Regions from separate parts of the Sus scrofa genome. Here region 1 is linked to region 2. The links are chromatin contacts, called in public Hi-C maps. All regions are on one chromosome and are shown on one strand. Each heading gives the region's core, a stretch centred on a gene start, on an enhancer-like site or on the middle of the called end of the contact. The rest is flanking DNA. Distances are from core to core; before and after follow the strand shown. Region 1 has its middle 99 kb from the start of LCLAT1. Region 2 overlaps LCLAT1 (lysocardiolipin acyltransferase 1).

Region 1 (7,680 bases), core at 4,620-7,119, 190 kb before region 2:
AAGGAGGTGAGCTGACTTTATAGCCCTCCTTAAATGGATGCACCTTGTTAGAATCTGTCATAAATTAAGCCAAAGTGAGAGTCATTCCTTGTCTAGAAATGACAATGGTCAGCACTTCATAGAGAAAAACTCAGTACTGACAATGGTAGCATCTTCATAGAGAATTCTTTCCGCTCCCTACCCCTGGCTCAATCTGGGGATAGACAGGGAGCTGAAGTCTAGTGGGGCAGCTGTGAGAAATGTGGGGTTAGAGATGAAGACTCTGGTGGGGTTAGACTCCCCACGAGTCCTGGCAAAGGCAAGGACTCGTGGGGAGAATAGAGAAGTAAACAGCAGTGACAGGAGTAATAAGGAAAACAGAATGAAAGGGTGGACCAGGGATCGGGGTCCCCAAGTGTGATGTTCAAGAGAAGGGCTTCTCTAGCCTACCTAGATGGTTAAAAGGAGTGGATTCTGTCTCTGACACTAAAATAACTTGCTTTTTAAAAAGCAGCGGGGAGCTGAAAAGTAGTTCTCCTTAAGCTCATCATGCTTGCTGTCATTCAGACTGGTCTTGCTAATGCTATTGCCTCTGTCCCAAGCATCCTCCACCTCCTCCCTCCCCACCTTACCTGACCCCACCTCACCCTAGCTAACCCTGCCTCATGCCATCTCTGAATTTCCAGATTGGGCCAGCACCCTCTTTATGTTTCTCAGATGCCAGACTTGGGACTTAGCATATTTATATAGGGAAAATTTGGTGTCATCTGTCTTCCCACTGGATATCAAGCTCCTTGAGACCAGGGGCCATGTCTTATCTATGAAAGCCATGGGCTTGGAACTAAAAAATGCTGGTACTAAATGATGCTGAATTGAATTGCAGCTCAACCTACAGAAAAGAATGGAGACTTGAGGGTTTTTCCTAAGAAGGGAGAGAAATGAAGGAAAGGGCTTAATTCCTTCTGAAGTTCTCTTTCCACTGTTTCAAGCTAATTGCTAATGCTGAGACTTCGTACTTCTTATCAACTAATCTGTGCTTCCCTCTCACGCTAGCGAAACAGCTGAGCACGTTACAAAGGATGAATGCCTATGCTGTTCTCAGTGGGCACTGAGGACCAAGAGGGATGCTGCTCTAGAATAGAAAGAAGATGGTCTCTTGTGGTGCTGCAGATTAAAGATCCATCATTGTCACTGCAGCAGCTTGGGTCGCTACTGTTGCATAGGTTCAGTTCCTGGCCCAGGAACTTCCACATGCTGTGGCCTTGGCCAAAAAATAAGTAATTTTTAAAAACAATGAATTTAGAAAGGGGAAATTTGGGAACCATTGTGATAGGAAGAAAACATCTCCTTTCTTGCTTTCTGCCAGGATAGTGTTGACACAAAAACCTCCTTCAGAAACTGCCCTGTAATAGAGTTTGGGATGGGCAATGAGGGATCTGTCTACAAGGAACAGGTCAAGGTAGTAGAAGTATTAAGAGCTGGAGAGGAATTTAAATTCACATCAATGTGGGGAGGGCTTTTGGTTCTTTTTAATATTTTTTTCCAAAATAAAAATCAATATAACAAAGTTAAGGAAACATTCTTTTTTATTCTAAAAAGTAACAACTTGATACCCTAACTCAGATATATTCATACTTCTGCATGTTTTCTTAAAGCAGAAAATTCCTTCTACATAAATTGTAATCATTATATCGATACAATGATAAATTTTATATTCTCATTTTTGTCATTTATCATAAATATTTCCTATACATCAACTTTTATTATCGTTATTTTAATACCTGCAGAGTATTCTTTTTTATACAACGTAAAAAATTGTTTTGGCCACAGCATTCAGCAGTTTAACGTGGGATCTCACTTCCCAGACCGTGGATTGAACCCAGGCTGCAGTGGTGAAAGTGCAGAATCCTAGACCACAATGCAACTCCCACAATATATTTTTTGTCATTGAAGTATCGTTGATGTACAAGTACAACTTCACGATACACCATTTTTAAAAGTTATACTACATTTATATTCCTGCATAGTATTCTTAGGTTTCATAGTCATATTTTTCTGTACTGTATCCTTTCAGTGAAACTTCAATTTATTATCAATTTTGTTTATTATACAAAAATGAAATAACATCAATCATAGAGCTTTTTCTTGTTGATTTCTTTCTTTGGGATAAATTGATAGGAGGGTATGATCTAGTTCACCGGGTTGGAATATATTTGTGGATTTTGAGATGCCTTGTCCTATATTACTTTCAGAATGGGTTATAACAATTCAGATCCCCACCAGTAAAGTAGAGTTCTCCAGCCTCCTTCACCATGTAGGACTCACAGTGTCACAGCACTGGATGTTACATTTTAGTTTAACCTCTCCTGATCTAAAAATGTAAATTGATATTTCAATGTTGCTTTAACCTACATTTATTTAATTCTAAAGGTAAACTTTTTTCCCTTCAGTCTATAGGCAATCTATTGTTTCTCTTCTATATTTGCTTTTATCTTCTTTATTCATTCATGGATTGAGATCTTAATATTTTGTTTTATATTTCTAATGAGTAACTTACAAAGTATCAGTATGTATTCTTTGCCGTGCTTGATAAAAATATTTCCCCAGCAGTTCCCAGCAGTTCCCACTGTGGCTCAGTGGTAACGAATCTGACTAGTATCCTTGAGGATGCAGGTTTGATCCATAGTCTCGATCGGTGGGTTAAGGATCCAGCCTTGCATGAACTGTGGTTTAGGTCATAGATGTGTCTCAGATCCCACTGTTGGTGTGGCTGTGGTGTAGGCCGGCAGCTACAGCTCTGATTCGGCCCCTAGCCTGGTAACTTCCATGTGCCACAGATGTGGCCCTTAAAAAAGGTGCCCCCCCCAAAAAAAAAATTCTCCAGCCTTCTCTTGGCATGTTACATTGGAGTTAACATCTTCCATTGTTTTAAAGCTCTTAAACTATTTATCTGTGCCTGTCAAGTCTTGATGGTTTCCTTTATTGCTTCAAAATCTGTAAAGCCTTTATACTGATTTTTTGGTGGTTTTGCCCTATAATTTGCCTATTTACATGTAATTCTTGCCCAACTGGAGTTTCCTTTATGATGCAATATAAAGTATTCTTCTAAATAAGTCATTTTCCAAATTTATGACCAGTAATTCTCACTGAGGGAATCTTTTCCTATTCTTTTATTTATCACATAGCAAACTGATGAGCTTGAGTTCTGGATTCTCTTCTGTATTGATCTTTTTTCCCAATTTCATGATAAATATCACCCTCTTTTAATTATTTGTCTATTTTTCTTAGTATCTCTGGTGTCAACAATATTGACTGCCATGTAGCATGTGTTCAATTAATCTTTATTGACTTGTATTAAATTTATAGTCTATACTTATACCATCCTACATTTTCATCCAGAATATTTTTTTAATTAAAAAAACAATAATTCTTGACGATCCCGTCATGGCTCAGTGGTAACCAACCTGAGGAGTATCCACGAGGACACAGTTTCAGTCTCTGGCCTCGCTCAGTAGGTTAAGGATCCGGCGTTGCCATGGGCTGTGGTGTAGGTCACAGACTGCTTGGATCTGGTGTTGCTGTGCCTGTGGCAGAGGCTGGCAGCTGTAGCTCCAATTCAACCCCTAGCCTGGGAACATTCACATGCTGTGAGTGTGGCCCTAAAAAAGCAAAAAACAAAAAAAAAACAAAAAACAAAAAATTAATTCGTACCCCTCTTTGCTGGGTGATTGAGTCACACCTGGGTGTCTTCTCTGTTGTCTCCAGAACACCTCGGTTCCTTCCTGCCTTCATTCCTCGCCATGTTCCTTTTGAAAAGTGCGAAGTTGAGGAGTTCCTGCTGTGGCTCAGGGAAACGAAACTGCCTAGTATCCATGAGGATGTAGGTTTGATCCTTGGCCTCGCTCAGTGGGTCAGGGATCTGGCATTACCATGAGCTGTGGTGTAGTCGCAGACATGCTTCAGATCTGGCATTGCTGTGGCTGTGCTGGAAGCTGGAAGCTGTAGATCTGATCTGACCCCCAACCTGGGAACATCCCTATGCCACAGGTGGGGCCCTAAGGGAAAAAAAAAAAAAAAAAAAAAAAAAAAGTGTGAGAAGTTGAAATAATGAATACGAGAGTCGAGAAGTTTCCAGACTTCTTGCACACATGCATGGTTTCATTTTAGTGCTTACAGCATCCCTGGCAGGCAGGCACTCTCTTTGAGTAAAAGAAGAGGAAGCTCAGAGAATTTAACTATTTGCCCAGCCTCACACAGCTTAGAACTGCGGCTTGACCTAGATCATCTGGTTCTAAATCCTGTCATCTTTTATTTTTTTTCTAATAGGTTTTGTAGATCTCTGTTTGGGGCCATAGTTACCTAGGCCATACAGCTTTCGAGCCAGTCAGTATGATGAGATGTTTGGAAAGAACATTCTGGCAGATCACCCATAATAAGATGGGAGAGACACAGCACCACTCCCCACCCAGAACTAATTCTGGCCACAGCACAGGCTGCCGGTACCAACCCATCACAAGGGGTGAGGGAAGCCAGACACCCAATCTGATACATGGCATGTGGGTCTGTGGGGAGGGCACTTGGGGAGCCCTCATCACAGAGTTTCAGATCTCAGACTGTGGAGGAAAGCTGCCGTGGTGGGCTTGAACTTGAGCACAGAACAGCTCTTTTTAAACACAGGTCTTGAGCTGACCGCAGGGGTCAGAGGCAGAATGGCAAATAGACGGGCTTATAAATAGCAGCTGCGGCTGGAAAGCAAAAGATTGGCCTGACCTGTGCATGGTACGGACAGGACCTCAGGCAAAGCCTTCGGTTTTGCTGGTTGCTCCCTCCCCCGTATGTGCACCCCTCCCCCACTGGGCACCCTCATCTCCTGCAGAGGGAGGCTGCACACTGTCACGGGGAGGGCTGTGTGCCTGGATAGATTTCTCCCTTCCAGTCTTAAGCGTTAAAACGTAAAACGGCAAGTTGGCCTGGGATTTGGGGACAAGGCTCCCTGAGTCCGTCCCGCAGGAGGCCGTGAGCTGATCCTTTATTTATGCTGGGTTGTCTGTCTTTGTTCAGTTCTGTCTGCTTCACCAGATTGGAAATGGTTTGCTGGAAAAAATTATGGTGCTGTCTAACATGATGTAACAAGATGTCATCTTCTAACTCCAACGCATAAAATGGATTTACAGGAAGGAGGAGGGAAAAAAAAACAAAGCCCCAGGGAGCACTTGACTCAGATAAAAACCACTGGGTTTTGTTTGTGAATGTCAGAAAACTGCCTGTTATTTTACTTAGAAGAACATGAGAACAGACTGGCGTTTCAGGGGAAAGCAAAAGATCTGCGCTCTCCAGCCCAGAGGAAAAGTTTGCTGAGAAAACTTAAACTAATATTCATTTCACATGGCACACATAGATAAACACACCACAAACCCCACGTACAAATCTCACAGACACACAAAACATGTGCCACAAAAACCACACACACACACACACACACACACACACACACGAACAAATGTCGCCCACGCCATCTAAACCTCACCGAGACACAACACACACTCGCCACCCACACACAAGGGCACACATCCTCCAGAAAACTCCAGTGATGTTGCAAAGGCAAACACACGTTATTTTTAATCAAGAATTATGTAATTCCTATACCACTGGGCCATGGGAGTGAGTGTATATTCTGGGTCTAAGATTTTCTAGTGAACATCTGCAAGGCCTATAGAGACCTCTTTTGTGAGGAAGCATAATGGAAAAGACAAAGTGGAAAAAGGGTCAAAGGTTTTGTGGGTTTTTAAAAAATATACGATGCTTCTAGAAAGGCACATTCCAACCCAATCTTAATATAGTGCAGGGAAGTAACATGAGTAGGAAAGGATGTGATGGCATTTGTGTTTCTAGAGAACACCCGTGCCTTATTTCTGCATTCAAAGCAAGTTCTGGGGTGGCCTCTGGGGACTGTCCATACTCTATACACACACGCACGCGCACACACTCGTTGACATAGAAGGACAGCGACTCATAGAGCAACCAGCAGTCCTTTTTTCAGTAAGCTGAGGACAGAGTGTTGGTAAAATGTCCTGTATCAAGAAATGAAGTTGAAACAATTGAATGAGCTTTATGTAGCATTTCCACCCGACTAGAAAAAACTAAATAGGATGAGCTCTGAAATAGGCATCATGTAATTTCATGATGACACATGAGAGTTAAATGCCCTTGTACTTCAAAGAGGCATTGCACAATATAAAGATGAATGGTAAAGTTCACGCAGATAATTTTTAAATGACTATTTTCTTGGAATGCCATTAAACAGTACATAAACAGTGCCATGACAAGTCAAGAGGGAGGGAGGCTGCAGGAAACAAAGGAAAAACTATTAGTGTGTATCTCTCACAGCACTTTTTCCTACTCTCTGAACAAGAGACCCCACAAATTATGCAGTCAGCCCCGATATTAAGTCTCCCTCACAAGCATGAAGAACACTGCGACATCACAGGTGGGATCATCTGAGGATAGTGAGAGGCACATATGGGTCCCAGTCCCCAAACTCATGGACTAGAAAGGCCTCCAGGTCTGATGCCCATGCCTTTAAGGAAGAATAAGCCAATCCCTGAGTTAGCCCACACAGATGTGAGGTCCTCTTCTTCTAATAGCCCCAGTCATGCAGGATGGCATCTGTACTAGGAGGTACAACGACCTACAAGCACTACCTAAGAAAGGTAAAAAGAGGGACTCCAGGCTCTGAGGCCCCTGTGTTCAACCCACCATGCTAAAAGGGAATCATCTGATGCAGATGAAAAAGCGATTAATTAGCTAACCAAAAGCTGTTTCCTCTCTGACGAGCCTGGGCAGATGTTCATTCTGGATTCAGCTTTTCCACGACAATCACTAAGGATGCCAAGACACCGAGTCAAGCTGGCAGCCTCCTAGGATCCTAGCCTCAGCGTTCTCTCTCCAGCTGTGGGCAAAGTAGAGTTGCCAATAATGCAATTTACCCTGGGCTTCTCCCCTCCCTGGGTCACAGTGGGCCAGGGCTTGAGGCTTCAAAAGTGTTAGTGCACACAACACAAGGTTGGCCGGCTGATTAAACGACACAAACTGATGAACAAGTGACCAAGATAAAACCTCAAAAGCAGGATCTGTGGGGCCCATGGATTCTTCATGCAACTGTGAGCACCCATGAGCTCAGGGCTCCTTTGTTTCAATCCAATTGAACATTTGGTGAGCACTTACTGTATACCTAGCCCAAACCTGTAGGGGAATTTATAACTTTTTTGGGGGGGGCTACGAAAAGTAAGATGATATGGAGAAGTAGAAAATTATGAGCAGTAGTGAGTCTAATGGATAAGGTACATGCTCTTGATATGATTGTCAGATCTGCCACTCCCCAGATGCTTAGTCTTGAGCAAGCTAAACCTCAATTTCCTCATCTGTGCAATGGGGATGATAACAGAGCTCTCTTCATAGACTTGAGATAAAGCTTACATGATATATCAAATTTGAAGCTCTTAGCCCAGCTGAATCATAAGCGATCCATATCTGTTTGGATGGTGTTGATGGTGGGGAAGATGATGATGACAAAAGGAGGAGGAGGTTCGTGATTCTATGTGAAACGTGGAAGCAGTATCTGTTTGCAAATATATTTTTTCTCAATCCTATATCCTTGTCTTCTGTGGTCATCCAGGAAATATTTATTGGTGATGGAGATGC
Region 2 (7,602 bases), core at 1,052-3,551:
AATTACTCTGTTCTTTTGCTTCATAAAATAGAAAGTAGCTCAAGTCATCACCCCAGGACTTATAGACTTATAGCTGCTTGTTGGCTATAAATAGATCTGCTGCAGTGACTTTTTAAAATAGCAGTGGCGTTCCACTTTGTGTTTCTTGGATAAGTAACTCATGCAGCTCTTTTCTCAGCTGTGTGACTGAGGATCATATACAACTGAGCTTGTAATTCAGATCCAGTAAGAAACGTGAGCATCCAATTTTCTGGCCAGTCTGCTGCCATTATCACTGACGGCCCCAGATGACTGGGACATATGTCATGGGTTCTTTTTTCAGTATATTCACGGGGGTCTAGAGCTGATAATATGACTACTTTTAAGCCATTGTAGACACTAGTAGGATCAGGAATGATGTCTCCTCTGGGATGTCTCCCCAAGAGCAGGAACAGCTTAGTTCAGCTTTGAAACCAACGTTGACTTTGGAACTTAAGTCCAGGATACCCACCCCCACCCCGCAAGACACAGAGTTAAGCGAGCTCTAATAAGCTTCATCTATAGCAGCATATGGGACACATAGCTTAAGTTGATTGGGCTGATTTTTTTTTTTTTTTTGAGTGAAAGATACACTGAGATGTAAGTTTAGCCTTAATTTAAAATGAGCAAGCTAGTGTTTCTGTGTGAGTCTTATTGAATGTATTTTGCTATCAAGTTGCCTTTGCTAACTTCCTCAATGTGGGCAGTGTTTTTGTATATATACCTATGATTAAGAAAGGTGGAGGCCAAATCTAGAGAGAGACTTGAAGAGAGTCAAGTCAGAGAGACCCAAAGTCATACCGTAACTCAAGATGAGCCAGGTGTAACAGAGTATTCCTATTCCTTTAGAGAGAAAAGGCAGTGTTGCCCCAAGAGTCACTAATGGGTTTCCGTGAGAATAATGGATAGTAGCACCACCTCAGAGATAAAACTATAGACAGAGATGAATGAACCACAAGAGAATACTCATTTATATGGCCATCTTACTCACTTATAAACCTTTAGTTTTCCTTGTCAGGCTGGATATGAGATATTTTACTAAAAATGAGGTTTTTTATATTAGGTAGCAGATTTACTCCAGGCAATGTACAGTCACTGGAATAAAAGATAAGCTAGTTTGCTCTAGGAATGTGATAGACCATGTACTGTTTTTCACTTTATTACAGGTCAATGAAGGAACCATTTAAAAGTTCCCATGCAAGTCCCTAATTCTCTGGTGTAGAATTAGGTATTCATAACCATACCTAGAAGAGTAATGGAAAGCGTTTCCAGTTCAGAAATACATGCGAGAAAATATACCATAGCCTTTCCCATTGAACACGTTCTCAATTAGAACAGCGTGCTGCTTCTGCTGTGGGTAAATGTCGATTAATTGATGTTTGGTTGGTAATATGTTTCAGAAATGGAAAGAATTTTAGTTATATTTGCAGTGTAATAAAATTAAGATATTTAAGTTTATTTAAAAGGCTTTTGCTGCCAAACCTAACTTTTTGAGAGACTTTTAGGAAGATAATGTAAAGACCAATTATATTCTTCCAGATTTTAACTTTTAAAAATGGTGCTTATTAAGAATACCAAAATACATTTTGAGGACCTGTGCTACACTCCTTTTATGCAATGGAAAGAGCTAACTGAAGCTGGGAGGCAGGAAACCTGGCCTCTAAATTTAGTCCTTTTATTCAGCCAACACTAAGCCTCTTTGAAAAATTACTTAATCTCTCTGATCTTCAGTTTACCCAACTGAAAATGAGAAATCCTGAACTGTCTCCCTATATTAAATTCTTGATACTAACCCCAGGGCTTTAGAATCAGATTGACCTATGTTAAAACTGTCACATTGAAAAAAATAAGTAAATAAATAAAACTATCACATTGTCTCTTACTGGCTTTGTAACCTTGTACACATTTCCTTAACCTGGATCTCCATACCTACCTCATGAGGTTATTATGTGAGAAAGTACTGTTTGGCATTTAGTGTGTTTGTTTTTTCTTCTTCGTCTTCATAACACATCTTCATAACACAGAGGAATCATTTCTCTAACAGATATTTGTATGAATAGTGTGCCAAAGCAATGGAGAATACAGAGAAGGACATGTAGCCTGCCTAGAGGAGTATATGATGTAATCTAAGAAATATGATGTTGACAGAAACACTTCGTATAAACTAGAAGAATGGTTAATGCTGTAAGAGAAGTTAGAGCTGTGGAATTTAGAGAATGGAGACAATGTATACATTGTCATCAAATCCCAGAGTTCAGATGCCTGGGAGAGGGAGTTCCCCGGTGGTCTAAGTGGGTAGGGTTTGGCAGTTTCAGCACTGCAGCCCAGGTTCATTCCCTAGTCTCAGGACTGAGATCCCACATCAAGCCACTGCACCCCATGGCAAAAACAAAAGCTAAAAACAAACAAAAAGAACAGATGACTGGGAGAAAATAAAACAATAACCTGTGAATGTTGTGGGAACACAAACCACAGTGATGTGTGCATAGGAAGTGAATGTTGCCCATCCATGTTGCGTCAGTTTGTATTAAAATAAGGTACTGGATGCTGACGTGGTTCACTGAGAAGGGCACATTATCACTTCTGAAGTACTTATGCCAAAAGTATAACTAGGATTTAATCACAAGGAAACATCAGACAATCCAAATTGAGTGACCTTCCAGAAAATAACTGTCAACATTGGTTCCTAGATTGGATCCTGAACCAGAAAAAGGATTGGCACAGTTGGATAAAATTTGATCAATAGATTAGCTAATAGTAAAGCATCAGTGTTAATCTCCTGGTGTATTTAGTTGTACTGTCATTGTAAGACCTTAACATTTGGGGAAGCTGGGTGAAGCGGACTAGAAGTCATTTTGGTACTTTGAATAATTTCAGGTTTATAAAAATGTTGCAAAGTAAAAATTTTAAAAAGAAAATGAAGAGAATAGACCTGGATATAAATCCTTTGCAGGTGAAGATGGCTTCAGTAAAGGTCTGTTGTAGATTCATATGTGAAAATTAAAGGTCACACATGAGCTGTCACGGCAAAGCTGTTTCTAAATTGTAAAATATTTTGCCAGGTTTCAGTTGATCCACAACCCAAAACTAAAATGATGCACATAAAAACCAGAGATCTAGATAGTCTCACCATCAGAATTTGTGGTTTTCCAGTTTAAATTAGGTATTACTGTCCAAGACGCACCATCTCCTCTCCTCCCCATCCCACGATGTGTTAAAATTGTGATGTTCCATGATTGAGCTTTAAATCCTGCCTCAAAAATTTTGTTAGCTCTTCCCTTCTAAATGTGCTATTATTTGAAAAGGTAGGATAGCTAATTTAGGTTTAACAGTAGGGGGAGCAGCAATTATTTTTAAAGGGCCTGATTTGTGTTTTCTCATGTCTGTTAATTATTTAAGAGCACTTATTACTTAATGAATACCTGGGATCCAGAGGATTGAGTTAATCATACTCCTCAGTTTACAAGACATTGTCATTGGTTTGGGGCAAACCTTCTCTTATTATTTTTTATTTATTCCACTTTTCCCTGTACCCTAGTTCCATTTCTTCCTCCTTGCATAGGCATTCTGATATACTTGTATTTTTTTGCTTCTATGTGTTCCTGTAAAGTTTTTGTGATATTTTATAGTCCATTATTTTTAAGTTTACACAAATGGGCCTATTAGATATCTCATTGTTTCTTGCTTTTTCACTTTGCATTTTGCTTTTAAAATAATTCTTCTTTGTTAACCCAAGTTTTAGAAAAGGAGACTTGATTAAAATAAGATGGTGTTCGTGTGGGGTTTATTAGGACCGCAGTTCAGGAAACATGCATTCAGGACGCACTTGAATTGTGTTCTGCCAGACTACAAAATGGGGGAGGTTTATAAGGGTAAAAACTGCAGGGTTACAGCTAGTTACATGAGTTGTTTATCAAGAATTACAATTGGAGCTGGCAAGAAGCAAGGGTGCTTGTTAAGTAAGGGTTGGTTGGGATCCGAAGTGGTTGCATAGTTACAGGGAGAGACCTTGAGACCACAATGGTGCAGCTGGCAGGTGTAGGACTGAATATGGCTGGTGGTATTCTTGGGTCTGGTATAGTTCAAAGAAAGTTCCAGTTCTCAGACATATCTGAGACCAGATCCTCAATGGCTGCCCGATTCATTTTTGTATGCCTGAACTGTGATAACTCTATTGTAATTTTAACCTGTCATCATGTTGTTATGCATATATCTAATCCTTGGCCACTCACTACTGCCTTCTCCGTGGTATATCCCTTCCACAACTCAGTTATTGAGAGTCCCTAAGATAGATATCCAAGGTCGAAAAGGAGACTTTTCTACCATCTAACTCTCACCATCACAAAGGCACTGCAGTTAATATCTTACAGATGTTCTCCTTTTTTTTTTTTTTTTTTAGGGCCACACCCACAGCATATGGAGGTTCCCAGGCCAGGGGTCTAATTGGAGCTATAGCTGCCAGCCTACAAGAGCCACAGCAACGCCAGATCCGAGCCACGACTGTGACCTACATCACAGCTCACGGCAACGCGGGATCCTTAACCCACTGAGTGAGCCCAGGGGTCGAACCTGCAACCTCATGGTTCCTAGTCAGATTCCTTTCCTCTGTGCCACGACGGGAACTCCGATGTTCTCTTTTGTACCCATGTGAGAATTCCTTTAGGATATATGTCCAGCGGTAGAATTGCCGAGTCCCAGGATCAGGTAACCTTAATTAATTTGATTAACTCCAAAATGGCTACTCCCCTCTAGACTTGCTCGGGCAGTCATGAGGGTACCTGTATCCTCTCACTCCTGCCAACATTTGGCATTGTCCAGCTGTAGCTAGCACACATCTGCCATCATCTTTGTCACCATGATTTTCTGAGCACTTACCGCATTTTTCATCTGTACCTCTCATTTGTCTGTCTGTCTTAATTGAATTGCAATGACTGACTTAAAGGGTGTAGAATAGGCATCCAATTTCTAGAGACAGTTCTAAATAATTGAATATAGCCATATCTTTTGCAACAGGACTCCCCCCTGCCCCTGCCCCATCATTAGACTTTTTGTTACATCTTTCTCCCTATTTAAAAAAAGTTTTAATTTACCTATTTTTTCTCTTTTTATTCTTAGTAATTGCATTTTGCTTAGTTTTCTTTAATGAACCAAGTGAAAAACAGTTGCGGTAAATAAATCATGTGCAGGGAAAAGCAATATATTATAATTAGGATTCATTATCATTTAATTAGGCATTCCATTATTGAATTGGTGGCTCTGGCTTCTCCTGGTCTCTGACTAATTCTGAAACAAATTCTTCTTTGTGGACAAATATTTGCCTGTAATAATTGGAGAATTCATCTATGCTAAGGCTTTTCATTAAATCCCTTTCTGATTAAGATAGCTCCCCAAATACAGGCTGATTTAATTTAATATGATTTATCCACTTGTGTATCAAGGTCTGGTTGAAATTGTTTTTAACACCAGAGCATTAGGAACATTAAGATCATCTTTATATTCACAGTTTCTCAGGTATTTAAGACCTCGCTGTTTGAATATTTCTGTAAACCTAGGTCTGATGTCACGCTGCTAAAGTTAAGAGTATCGCAGTTGCTGTAACAGTCTGTCAGTGAAAACAGTAGACTGATGCTGTTTTATACTAAAATATTGACCGTAACGTTATATATTACGTTCCTTTGGTTTGGGAATCAATTTTTTATCCTAGTTAGTTGGTTCACCACACTTAATGTGCATTTTCTGTTTTACCAGCAGTTCAGCATTAATGGAAACAAGTAGTCCGAAATGAGGGCCTCCGTGGACATGAATGTGGTTTTTGGTTTTTGGGTTTTTTTCTTAACTCCATGGACTTGACCATTATTGCCTCTTTACTGCTTCCTTCTACTTTTCCTCTTTATTTTTCAGTGAGGGATGTTTCATAGATATTAATATTAACTGAAATTTTGTGGTCTTTTTTCTTCTTTCTTAATCATCTTTCCCCCAGCGTTCCTCCCTTATTAAAGTCTGGCCTCACCACTTGCTCTTATAACCTTTTCTTCTGACCCTTTTGTCCAGCTTTTTATTTTTATTTTTTGTCCTTTTAGCCCTTCCTCTTCTCCACTATGTGTGTATGAGAAAGTTTACATTGCTGTCTGCATGTGAGCTACCTGAATTAATTATATGAAGCCAAAGCATATATTCTAATTTACTGCCGCCAAAACAAACAAAAACCCCTGAAAATACTGTCCTTTTTTGTGATATAAAGAAAGCCCATTGTGAAGCAAACTAAATGATGTGTTCTGATGATAATTTAGCTCCAGTTTCTGGAAATCCCAGGGCAGGGTGAGAATGTGTGTTTGTGTGCACGCACATTCTCAGCTGAGGGGGGGAGGGCAGGCGGGCCATGGGGGGAGGAAAGGCAGTCCAGTGTCCCGAACCTTCTGAACTCCCACTTCCTGCCCGAGCCCTTCAGTTACCAGCTTCCTGAGAGTTGCTGACTCTTCCCTTTCTTCCCCAGCTCCCTCCTCTGCCCCATGTGAACTATTCTCCATTTGAAAATGGTGGTGGGAACTGAGTCAGTAGGGCGGAAGCTGAAAGAAGGTCCTTTGGAGTCAGAACTAGAAGTGGAGGGATCTCAGACCTAGTCAGGCTAAGATTCCTAAAGGTCTAGACATGGTTGGAGGAGCCTAAGCAGCATGTCTGGGTCAGCAGGGGGAGGCGGTTGATGAAGCAGTCAGCAGGCCATGTGAAGTAACAGGATGTCACACTGTGGTCATTTGCAGAGGAGACCCCTCTGGGAAGAGGTTAGAGTAGAAGCAGTGTATCATGAAAGTAAGGCAGCAATCACTGGTTTCAGAGTAACGTCTCCACTGATGGAAATGCCAGCTCTGCGAGATTTTTTCCAAGCTAGTGGGAACCCTCTGTGTCTTGTGGACAGAAAGACAAATAACACAGTAGAGAATCACAAGGCTTTCTTTGAGGAGGTTGATGGTTCTCTTTAAAGACATATTTTTGGAATTGATTAGGAAACAAATACTTCTACTGTAATACTTCAGTTAATGAAGAGGCAACATTCCAGCATGCTTAATGAGGCGTCTTTTGTTGTTAGAAAGTAATGATACAGAAAGCACTTAGTATTGCATTCCAGAATTTCAGGAAAGAATTTCAGTTTTAAAATAGCATTATATCATTAGCATTGTCAAGTATGCCATAAACTACAAACTGTTCATCTGGGGGGTTGAAGGTAGTGAGAGAGGGGAAATATCAACCCCCCTTAGCTCTCTGAGCCTTTACTAGGCACCTGTCCACATTGAATAGGCCCCCAGCTTCCTATCCTTGTGGCACCCTGTAGATATCCTGATGTGATCAGTTCACTCCCTTGACCTACTGTTCACACCCCACACAAATGATGCTGATTTCCCAGTATGTCACCCGAACCTTTTATTATCTCGAGGTGCTTTAACAATAATATATATAATAGCAGTGATTGCACAAATAGGGGTAGAGGAGGGCAGAACCACAGAGTGTCTGAGGCTTAACCAGGAGTGTCCGATGCTCACGGAAGAGCAGAAGCATAAATTCCTGTCTGCCTTCTCTCCTCTGGTCTGG

The links. Hi-C and Micro-C count contacts between places; a contact is called where the count stands out from the background.
Region 1: a contact with region 2 is called in a Hi-C map of fetal heart ventricle, with 1.7 times the contacts expected there. The contact joins two enhancer-like sites. A contact is called at or near these places in 2 of 47 Hi-C or Micro-C datasets (fetal heart ventricle and heart right ventricle).

Annotation. Positions count from the first base shown.
Region 1 is chr3:108,909,265-108,916,944 of Sscrofa11.1, reverse strand. No RefSeq gene overlaps it. Among named protein-coding and RNA genes, the nearest start is that of LCLAT1, 99 kb to the right of the region's middle. Within about 2 kb of position 5,869, at least 22 of the 83 cell types and tissues checked have an H3K27ac peak or open chromatin away from gene starts, as enhancers often do.
Region 2 is chr3:108,716,875-108,724,476 of Sscrofa11.1, reverse strand. The region is part of intron 4 of LCLAT1 (lysocardiolipin acyltransferase 1); the gene reads left to right. Among named protein-coding and RNA genes, the nearest start is that of LCLAT1, 93 kb to the left of the region's middle. Within about 2 kb of position 2,301, at least 3 of the 83 cell types and tissues checked have an H3K27ac peak or open chromatin away from gene starts, as enhancers often do.